2 separate regions of the Zea mays genome follow, and region 2 is linked to region 1. Evidence: chromatin contacts called from public Hi-C data. All regions are on one chromosome and are shown on one strand. The core of a region is the stretch at or near the end of the contact, and the rest is flanking DNA. Distances in the headings are between cores, read along the strand shown.

The links. Hi-C and Micro-C count contacts between places; a contact is called where the count stands out from the background.
Region 2: a contact with region 1 is called in a Hi-C map of ear, with 2.0 times the contacts expected there. The contact joins the promoter of LOC100285065 here to the promoter of LOC100282664 in region 1. A contact is called at or near these places in 4 of 25 Hi-C or Micro-C datasets (bundle sheath, ear, leaf mesophyll and 1 more).

The regions. Positions count from the first base shown.
Region 1 is chr2:239,333,349-239,339,088 of Zm-B73-REFERENCE-NAM-5.0, reverse strand. It overlaps LOC100282664, which reads left to right and starts at 1,296. Exons shown (of 10, transcript NR_178051.1): 1 at 1,296-1,659; 2 at 2,134-2,204; 3 at 2,328-3,304; 4 at 4,422-4,591; 5 at 4,692-4,769. LOC103648247 (a long non-coding RNA gene) reads right to left here and starts at 907. Exons shown (of 2, transcript XR_563345.2): 1 at 151-907; 2 at 1-65.
Region 2 is chr2:239,902,019-239,907,173 of Zm-B73-REFERENCE-NAM-5.0, reverse strand. It overlaps LOC100285065 (biopterin transport-related protein BT1), which reads left to right and starts at 3,806. Exons shown (of 9, transcript NM_001157960.2): 1 at 3,806-4,070; 2 at 4,656-4,912; 3 at 5,072-5,136. The coding sequence starts at 3,953. It overlaps LOC103648257 (pentatricopeptide repeat-containing protein), which reads right to left and starts at 1,684. Exons shown (of 3, transcript XM_035965597.1): 1 at 1-1,684. The coding sequence starts at 1,599.

The DNA of each region.
Region 1 (5,740 bases), core at 47-2,546:
TCAGCAGCTCACTAGCAAATCGCTGGTACCATACACGTGGTGCCTGTTTTAATCCATATAAAGACCTGTGAAGGAGACAAACATGATTAGGGAAATCCTTGTCATTGAAGCCGGATGATTGAAAAGCATAAACACGTTTAGACAGATCACCATGCAAGAATGCGTTCTTAACATCCAATTGATGTACATGCCACCGTCAAGATTTTTATGTCCCAAAGGAAATGTCCAGGTAAAATCAGGGAAATCATCCATGAGCACAAGATAAAACTTGTAACCAGAATTACTGACAACATGCGAGGTTCATACATCACAATGAACTAATTGAAAAGGAAACAACAAAATGTTTGTAGATCGAGGAAATGGCAAACATGTGGAAATGGCAAACCTAACATGTTTGCCTAGCTGACATACATGACATGTATGATTACCAGACTTAACTTGTGGCCTAGAATTTTTGTAGACGTGCAGGGTAGGCAAGGATAGGCAATGGCCTAGAATTGTTGTTCCGGCCTCCTTCACAGCGCTTGTCTTCCCGGCTGCCTCCCCTCGCCGCATATTGAGCGTGTGCTCGTCATTTTGCTTCCAACAGGTACTGTCCCACATCTTCCACCGCATTTCCTCGTCTTGGATGTTTTCTGATCACTAGGACCTTGTTGGGATTTTGAACAAATGTTGAACCCCTATGGGTTGGAGTGGAGAACGAACATTGCCGCATATCTCAACGCATCGGGCGGATGTCGGCGACGGCGCCTGCGTTTTTGTGCCATCGTAGAATCTCTTCTATTAAAAGCTACCTCTCCTTATTCGCATCCTAAAATTTTTGTCGGCGTGAATGGTAGGCATGAAGCCACGTCGTCTGCCTCCGCACCCACGGAGGCCTTATTCGATTAGGAGAGGGGATCGAAAGGTATTGGAGAGAATTAAATCATTTTATGATCAAAATTAAATATAAAGAGATTTAATTTCCTCCGATACCTGTGCAACTGAACAAGGTCGGACGGAGATTTTATTTCTTAAATGCAAGCGGTGCCTGTTTAAGAAAAATAAAAAAAATCCTTAACCAAATGTTTCTTCCCCGTGTATCTATCTCTCTGATAAGCAGCAGCAACAACGACGATTAATCGACTGATCGCTATTGCGCACTCGATAAGCAGCACTGCAGCAGTTAATCGTGATTAGTCGTTCGATCATAACACAGACGATCAGTTTGCCTGTGTTTGGTAATTTTCAATTTTGGTCTACATCGGTTTTTTTTTGTTACCATTCGTTTTGGCCCGCTGCAGCCCACTAAACATGTATGGACGCACATGAAGATTGAGACGAGAGCAGCAGAGCGCCACCACGCAGCACGCACGGACGCCATCGAGGAACCCTAGACCAGAGCACATCACACGGCCGGCGACTGGCGCCCCCTCTTCGGTCCCCAGCGCGGCGACGCCCTCCTGCTTGAGCAGGTGTCCTCTTCTGTCTGCTTGAGCAGGTGACTTCCTGGGCTTTAGGTACTCGCTTTCGCTTCCAACCAGCGCGTCCTCAGCCAGCGCTGGAGGCCGCCCAGCCGCGCCTGCGACCGCAGACCGCGCGTCCTCACTCAGCCAGCGCTGGAGATCTCCTGTCCGCCCAGCCGCGCCTGCGACAGTGCGACCGCCCTCCTGCCCCCAGGTACGCAGCCGGCCCCTCTCCTCCCTCCTCCCTCTTCCCTCCGCCAGTCCGCCCACAGGCTAGTGCGCCGCCGTGCCACAGGCCACTGCCCAGTGCCCACTGCGCCGCGCTGCACGGCCAAGCTCCAGTGCCCACTTGCTGCCGCTGCATCCACTTGCCCGGCCAAGCTCCAGTGCGCCGCCGCATCCACTTGTTGCCGCTGCCCTCAACGGCCCAGATCCATCCGCTGCCCTTGCTGCCCCTCACAGTGAATCACCTCTGCGGCTGGGAGTGAGGGGTCCCAGCCACTTCCCACTGGGCCGCAGACCGTCGGCCTCTGCGCTGCGTCTCACGTCTGTGGCCACTCCACAAGACCAGCAGCCAAGCCAAATTCTATGTCAAGTCTGAAAAGACGTTCAACGTTCGTTTAAACGTTTAAATGTTAAAAAGTTAGTTCATAACGTTTTAACGTTTTACCGCTTCCGGGGAGGAAAGCACTGCAAGATGATACTGCTCCAGTCCCCATCGAGGTTCCTGCTCCAGATCCTGCAAGACCGTGTTCTCAGGTATATTGCTTGCTGCCACCCTGCTTCCACCTAGAGAGAACATAACCACATCTTGCTTCTGGTAGCATGATTGTTTGCAATAATCCCATGTAATTTCATTTCATATGACGTTGGGCGATGCAGTGGCGAGAAGGGCATGGACATTGACTGTCACACGGTAGAGTTCGATGATGTCCGGTATCATATCCAGGTAAGTAAGTTCTATACTGTCGCATAGATTTGTGTCAAAAGGATGGTATATGTATACCACCATGGCGGCAATGGCTTGACACATTTTGGCATCAATCCTAATCAGTGTCATATTCTTGGGGTAGCTAACTTTTGGAAGTTGGTTTTGGTACAAATTAAACAGTTGATCCTAAGGTGGCTATCCACTCGATGGTTAGGTCCAAAAATATATATACAGTTTGCAGTTTTAATCCTGCATAATATAACTCAATATATAACGATAGTCAGTACTCAGTAGTTAATTGGGTCTATTCTTCCCAGTTTGGTATGTGCCATTTGATAGCATGTCCCTTTTAACCCCAAATTACCTCTTTGTTCACAAGAACAGTAACAAGAGCAATGAATAAAATGCTGTCAGCCTGTAACCTTCTTGCTTCTTGAGTTCTTCCATATACTGAATGGCTGCCATAACATTACATACTAACCATATAATTAGTGACAAGCACTTGTGGTGCAAGTAAAGGTTTCTTCTGTATTTCGTAATACAACAAATATGGACTTGTTAGTGTTTGAGCATTGCTATCTCAGCTGAAAGTGTGTTAAAATTTATAGGTCGATATTGTTCTACTTTAAGCAGATTTTCATCTAATTTTCAAGTTCTTGGATGTGGAAGCTGCCTCATGCTCAACATTACAATTCTAATGAATCTGGTCTTTGGTTTCAGTTTTCTATGAGGAATCCAAAGGTAATGGTGTTGTCAGTTGCTTTGCCTCTGCCACCTCCTGAAGCGATTCTGTATGATGGGCTACCACTAGGTGCCATTGAAGCTATAAAAGCAGCATATGGGCCAGTTGTGCAGATTCTTGATCCTCCAAAGGACGGGTTTGATCTCACAATGAAGATAAATTTGACAAAACTTCCGCTAGATGAAGGTTCTAGAGTTCCCTTCTCAAGGTTATTAATTGTCTTGTTGTGCTGCATGATCAAATTGGAAGATGCTTCCTTGTATCTTGTTTATCTGATAGTGAATTTCAATGTGGCGTAACATTTCCAAGGTTATTGCTGTCTGGCTGAACAATATTTTCAAACTTGTTGATGGCTTGTGTGTCTTTAGATGCTATTGATTGTCAAAAATTTCATTGCTATTTAGTTGGAAACATCTTCCTCTGTATATGAGTAGATGCTTCTAATGTCATGCGAATGTACCATGTGGTTAGTTGTCTAAAATTTGGATTGATTCAATTGTTTTTGACTAGATTAAGTAACTCTCACCTCAAAGGGAAAAAGGGGAATAAAGAGCTCCAAATAGATCTATCCAGTTTGTTCTTATTTAATTTTCTAGATGTTTTATTTAAAGTTGAGATAAAGGGTATCTAGCTGAGTTGGTTATGTGGCTTGAGTAACTCTCAGGTCCTAAGTTCGACTCCCTGTGGGGGTGAATTTTTAGGTTGGGGTTACCAAAATCTTCCTATCCGTCCCGTGCCAAAACATAGGTCTAAGGTCCGGCTCTGATTGTGGTCATTCTCACATAGGCTACGGTGTCACTGTGTATGGGTGAGACATGGATTCAGCGGTTTTCTCGAGTTGCATGAGGTCTTCTTAATGCAATGTTTGATTGCTGTTTTACCCACCATAGGTCGAGTTTATTTAAAGTTGATTGCATCTTTGGATTTGTTGCACAATGTCATCCCAATTATCTTATTTTTTCATCAATTGTTATTCTTAATTTATTATTGCAGTTAAACTAAAATATTTTGCTGTTTATTGGAATAAAGCTGGCTCTGCACTGCTGAAGTGTTGTGTTTTTTACTTTTTAGGTCACCATACTAGGTTTTTATTGACATTCATTTCATTACATTTATTTGATGATGATGTGGGAGTTTTATATTTCTATTTTCATCCATCACTTCTACATTTAAGCCCTTGTATTCTCTTCAGGATAAGTCTGCCAAAGCCATAGCCATCTCCTGAAATGTGATCATTTTTCTATATGAGTCATGTTCTCTGTATTTGTAGCTTCTAACCATTTGTTTCTTTTCTATATTTCAGAGCAAAGGAATACTATCTTGACACAAATTGCATCTATTAGAGAGGTTGTGTTGGGTGCACCACTGAAGCTCCTGCTGAAACATTTAGCCTCAAAGACAGTTGCACCTAATGTTAACAACCTTGTTGCTCTTGTTCACCGCCCTAATGAATCATTTTTCCTTGCTCCCCAGGTATAACTTTAGGGACATCAATATCAAATTATATCACTTAAGTGTGCCATACTAATTCTATCATTTGCAACAAATGGGATTCACTGTGTTGTTTCTTCAGGCAGATAAAGTTACTATTGTGTATCCAATGAGATTCCAGGACTCCATTGATATTGTTTTAGCAACTTCCTTCCTGCAGGTATTTTGGATTCTTCCTTTTGTCTCTTTCATCAGCTTCCTGGCCTATTGTTCTTCATGGTCTTTTGTCTTTTATGTTTATCGTACCAACTGCATTTGACACTAAAGGCCAATTTAATCTATCATAATGCTAACAATTCATGCTGCAATGTATTTATTGCAGCAACTCATCAATTAAGGAGTTTTCTATGCTCAAATAAAACTCTTACTTTCTGCTGGGCGCTTCTATAGTTCTGTATCTGTTGGTTTTAGCTCCAAAAGACCAATCCTACTCAAGCCTTGGGCGGGACTCCATGTGCAGATTCATCCAAATGCGAAAGCCATGTTTAATATGGCCCTGTGATGGGACAACAACCAAATTCTGGACGGATCGTTGGGTGCAAGGCAAAATGGTGGCTGAAATAGCTCCCAATCTCATCCTCCTTGTCCTTTGTCGTGCACACAGCCAAAGAACAATGAGCCAAGCTTTTTAAAAATAGGCAATGGATTGGGGATGTCAAGTGTGATTGCTCAGTTCGCATCATTGATGATTATCTGAAATTATGGGATCTTTTGGAAAATTTTCATCTACATGATGGTGTGCAAGACCAGCACTATTTACTTCATGGGTTGTATTTAAGGTTCTAAATCTCTGGCTACAGTGGTTGCTCTAGCAGGAGATCGCGGCTGGACGGGTGTGCCGCTAGGAAAGTTCACAAGGCGCTAACCGCTAATAGCCCGATTTAGTATGCAGAAATATACTAAACAGCGAATGAGTTAGCGCTGCTTACCCGTTATCTGTCGGAGATCTGCAGGGCTGGCCGAGACCTTCCTCGCTGTCCACCGCTGCTTGATTCTGGATGGCTACCTCTGCAGTCTGCATGTAACAGTAGCAGCGGCTCTGTTTTGGGAGGTATTCGGACCACCGGTGGCGTGTTGGCCTCTTGCCTCCACTCGTCGATCTGGCACCTTTCTGTCATCACGCTCCTCAGA
Region 2 (5,155 bases), core at 2,557-5,056, 570 kb before region 1:
GCTCAGAAGCCCGGATTTTGCAGCAAAAGTATGCATTTGTTTTCCAAGTTCAGCAAAACCTAGACTGCCACATACTCCAAGGACAGAAGTCAACATGAACTCATCAATGAATTCTGCACCACTGCTTCTAAACATCTGAAGGAAGGTCGAAAGTGCTTTCTCATACTCACCACCTCTGACACTTGCCAGCAGTAGAGAATTCCAGGCAATGTGAAAGCTCTCCTCATGCTGCCATTGCTCAAATAACAGATGCGCGTCTCCAGATCGGCCACATTTGATGCACATGTCAATCAACGCAGCATCACTCCATGGACTAGACACACATCCACACTTGATCACAAACGCATGAACCTGCTCGCTCACCTTCCTATCCGCAGCAATAGCACAAGCATTCAGCACGCCTGTCACCGTGACATCTGAGATCTCCAGCCCATCCTCCACCATTTGCCTAAACAAACCCAGCCCTCGGAGCCCCGCCTTCTTGGCAAAAGTGGCGCGCACGCCTTCCTTGTTCCGACAAAACCCAGTGAGAACCGCATTGTATGTAACGAAGTTCCTCTGCGGCATCCGCTCAAACACATCCAGTGCCATGTCAACGAGACCAAACTCCATGTACCCATTCAGCAAACCAGTCCACGAAATCACGTCCTTCACGGGCATCCTCTGGAAAACGCTCACCACGTCCTCAACAGAGGCACCATGCTCCGCGTAGAACCCGATGAGCGCGTTGCCCACACTCAGGTCCGTCTCCAGCCCCGACTTGAACGACAGAGCATGCACCGCCTCCCCTTGGAGCTGCCCAACCCCCTCGCCTGCTGCTGTGAGGAGCGCTGACAGACTGAACCTGTCGGCGCGGACGTTCCCGCTCGCCCGCATCTCGCCGAACATCTCGAACGCCTCATCGTGCCGCCCCAGCTCGACGAGCCCGGCCAGGACGGCGTTCCACGACGAGACGTCACGGCGGTCCATGCCATCGAACGCCCTCATCGCGTCCCCGAAGCGGCCGCACTTGACGTACATGCCGAGGATCGCGTTGGCCACGAGGAGCAACGAGGAGTGGCCGGACTTGGCGGCGAGGGCGTGCACCTGTGTCCCGAGGCGCGGGTTGCCCCTGCGGGCGCAGGCGGTGAAGAGGCCCACAAAGGTGTACTCGGTGGGGAGCAGCCCGTCCGCGAGGCGCATGCGTCCAAGAAGCTCCGCGGAGGCGACGGTGGCCGTGACGGAGCCGGAGCCACCAGCGAGGCGCGCGTAGCCCGAGATGAGCGCGCTGTAGGAGGCGGCGTCGCGCGCGGGCATCCAGTCGAACACGTCCCGCGCGTCGCCCAGGCGGCCCACGCGAAGGTACGCGCACATGACGGCGTTGGCAGTGCGGGCGTCTGAGGAGGGGCCGAGCGCGCCGGACTTGACTGCCGCCGCGTGCGCGGCGCGGGGGTCGGCGGCGGCCGCGACGGCCACCGAGCGGAGGGGTAGGCGGGGATGGGGCCCATGGGGAGGCGGATGAGGACACGGCGCGGGCGGGAAGGAGAGGAAGGTAGGGGACAGTGAGGTGAGGTGGAGCCGGGGAGGGGTGGAGGGGATGAGATGGAGATGGCCATTCATTTCACTCCGAGGTGCGCGGAGCTAAGGTGACCCGGAGGAGCTCCCTCCATTAACGCGTCGCGCTCTGGGGCGTCCATGGAAGAAAGGGATGAGCCCCGGCCTGGTGGCTTAGTAGTTGGACCGGCCCATAAGACGAAGCCCTGCCCAGCTCCAAGATCGTATTGGGCCAAACTGTTTTCTATTATTACTTATTAAATACTTATGATTTGTTTGGATACTATAGTATTGACCTCAATCATGTGTTGGGATGGATTGGAGTATAAATTAGTTTAAGTTACGCTCTAATCCACCTCAATACGTGTGTATTAAGGTTAATACTAGAGTATCTAAACTAGGTCTTAGGGTTTTGTCTCTCTCTCATCAAAAAATGAAAGTCATTTTTTTACTACAAAACAAGTTCTCGTAAAAAGCTAGTTCTATAATCTTCTTAGATTTTTTTTGTGATGCCACTACTAGGTAAATGTTGTGATTAATTTTTTAATCGTTTTTTTCTAAAGCTAGCGTGCAAAAACATATTTATGGTGGCATCATAATAACATGTTGATTTTTGGGCTAGTTTGATGGAACTAAATACAGTGTTTCATTGAGGTCATTTGCATTTAAAAAAATGGACCTAGCATTGTATAAAATTTGTTATCGTGAAGTGTCAAACTTAAGGTGCTACTATGATTCATGTAACTAAGTTAGTAGAGACAATTTCGTGATCTTTTGTGAATTGTGATCGCGGCCCATATCCAAACCGCTTTCGCACCCATCACCACCCACTCATTATATTGGACTATCTTATATCATTTAGAAACTATTTTATATTATATTAGGCTATTACGTGTTTTGAATCTTGTCCTTACATTCGAACTATTGGACAAACTCAACTTATTATATAGTCATGTTGATCTATGTTCTATATAATATTGGTGGGGTAACTTTCTTACGCGTGAGCGTGAACTAAATTCTAGTGAATAATATACAATCCATGTATTATCAACAAATATCTCGTATCTGTGTGTATTCAACTAAATCTATAGCTATTAGCTCGTCAATCCATTTAATTAAGTCAGCGTAATGACGCCCGACACGGTCTAGATGCACGCGGGCCACAATATGGCACAAGCACGTCATGCTGGCCTGCTAACTGTGTCGGGCCAGCCCGTTAGCCCGTCGATCCATTTAATTAAATCAGCGTAAAATATTAAAATACGGTGCAGGAGGTGGGGTTCGAACCCATCCCTGATGGAAAAAAAGGGCAAGAGACACTAAGTGAAACTGTCTAACCAGTAGAACATCACGCTAAGATGTTTTTAATATTGAATATAAATTGTATATAGGTATATACGTTTTTTTGTAAAATTAAAAAATAATCGTGTCGGGCCGGACCAGCACTACGGGCCGAGGCTACAGTCCAAGCACGGCACGACGTTCTTTGCTCTTGCAAGCATTAGGTCGTTTCTGAGACCACATTGGCGCAATGGACTACATGGTGTTTGAGGTTGCTGAATTGGATGAAGCAGCAATGATTTGTCACACTAACAGCAAAATGAAAGGTTATTTGTTGGTTTTAAACGTTAGTAATTGCTACGAAGTAGCGTAATTTATATGGAGCGCATACAGTTCTTATTGATGCCTAACTTTAGCAATCACTCTATATTTTGATTTATTTTTTTATAAGTTTGACTTCATGGTACTTATTTTATAAACTTGATCTCACAAACTTTCTCTTATTTGGTCTTTGTATGATGAAATTATATCATTTTATAATCTCTGTTCATTTAGTCAATCGTTGTGAACTATCTTCTAATCGCTCACTTCATTGACTGTGTTGTACCAAGACATATTTGCATGAAGTAAACAATAACATCAGTTAGCTAAATCAAAAATATATATTATACAGAGAGCGAAAACAATCAATAAAAAATCTTGCATTTTTTTTGATGGATAGTTTACGTGAGTATTGTTGTAAGCCGTCGCAACGCACGGGCAACCGACTAGTAATATCTGTATGTATTACTTATCCACCAAATAAATATCTGGTATTTGTATCTTTATCCGTATTAATTCTAACTATTTGTATCCGGTTTTAAATTCGATTGAAATACATTATGGCAGTATACAAATGACCTAATATACTATCTGTCCCGTTTTCACGCTACGTGCTCACGGGTGGTGGGCCCACTATGGCATAGAGAGAATCAGAGAAACATGGGGGCATGGAGCATTCGTTGCGCTGCGCCAAATCTCGCTTCCAGCTCCGGCCCGGTGTGCTCCGCAGGCTCCACCTCCGCGTCCTCTCAAGTCTCAAACGCTCAAGGTCTCACCGGAGACCGCGCCGCGCCCCGCGGGCTTCTGGTAGCTCGGGATGGCCTCCGGGGGCTCGGCCGCACGTGACGCGTACGACGAGGAGGCCGCCGTCCGCCGCCCCCTCGAGCTCGATAGCCGTGACGCCGCCGCCTCGTCCTCCGACCACTGGCCCGGTGGTGAGCTCGAGGCGCTCTGCCGCTCTCCTCTATGAGTCCGTAGCCGTCTGGGTTGCCGGGGATCTGGATTGGTCTTGCGGTTTCGGGTTCCGGAGCTAGGGAAATTAGAGCATGTCGTTGGATTTCGTGTGGTGGAACAGGAGTCAGGAGGATATCGAGCTTAATTGGGGAGAGGAAATGATGGCGGAGAGCCTGCTTGGCTGAGGTAGCATGCTCTGGGTTCTGGCTTCTGGAAGCTACGGTTGTGCGTCTGGGATCGTTGTCGACTTGTCGTCGGTTAGCGCGGTGCAGTTGCTGTCTGCTTTGGTAGATTGGAGCTGGGTGAGCGATGCACGGTGTCATTCCCCATACTGAGTGAATTGGTGCACAGAGAAGATATGCTGGGACGTGAAGGCCACGTCACGGTTGAAATGCTGCACAGTGGGAATCTAGTTAGTTAAGGAAAGCTTTTAGCAGGATGTTTCTGTCAGCCACATGTTTTTTCCTTCCAAAATTCAAACCATAATCCGTTGCTTAAATAGTTAATGGTCCCTGTCTTGCTTACCTCAGCGTCAGGATTGTCTCAAATGGTGTAACCTATTGTAGGGAATGCCATGCCTAGGTATCAAGTGGGCTTGACAAAGGATGATTCAAGTAGTAGACACTCTGAGTGGCGGCAGCCTAGCACAGATGATGTGCGCAAGAGCAAGCTCGGGCCAAGATACTTCACGGCGTTTGGCGTGGATCTGTCCCCTGATAATATGGCAGTTGCCATTGTCTATTTTGTGCAAGGGGTTCTGGGTCTTGCACGGCTTGCTGTGAGCTTTTACTTAAAAGATGATCTCCATCTAGATCCAGCTGAGGTGTGTGTTGCTCATTCCTTTTCCAGGTTTTCCTGTCCTCCATCCATGCACCATATTTGTATTTAGATTGTAGAGCTCAGTTCTTGTTACATGATGTAACGTTTCCGCTGTTTAGTTAATAGGTGCTGTTAGGGGACTAAACCGGTTTCTTTAATATAGACCGCAGTGGTATCTGGTTTCTCGTCCTTGCCGTGGTTGATCAAGCCCCTCTATGGCTTTATCAGGTCTCGCAAATCCTCCCAC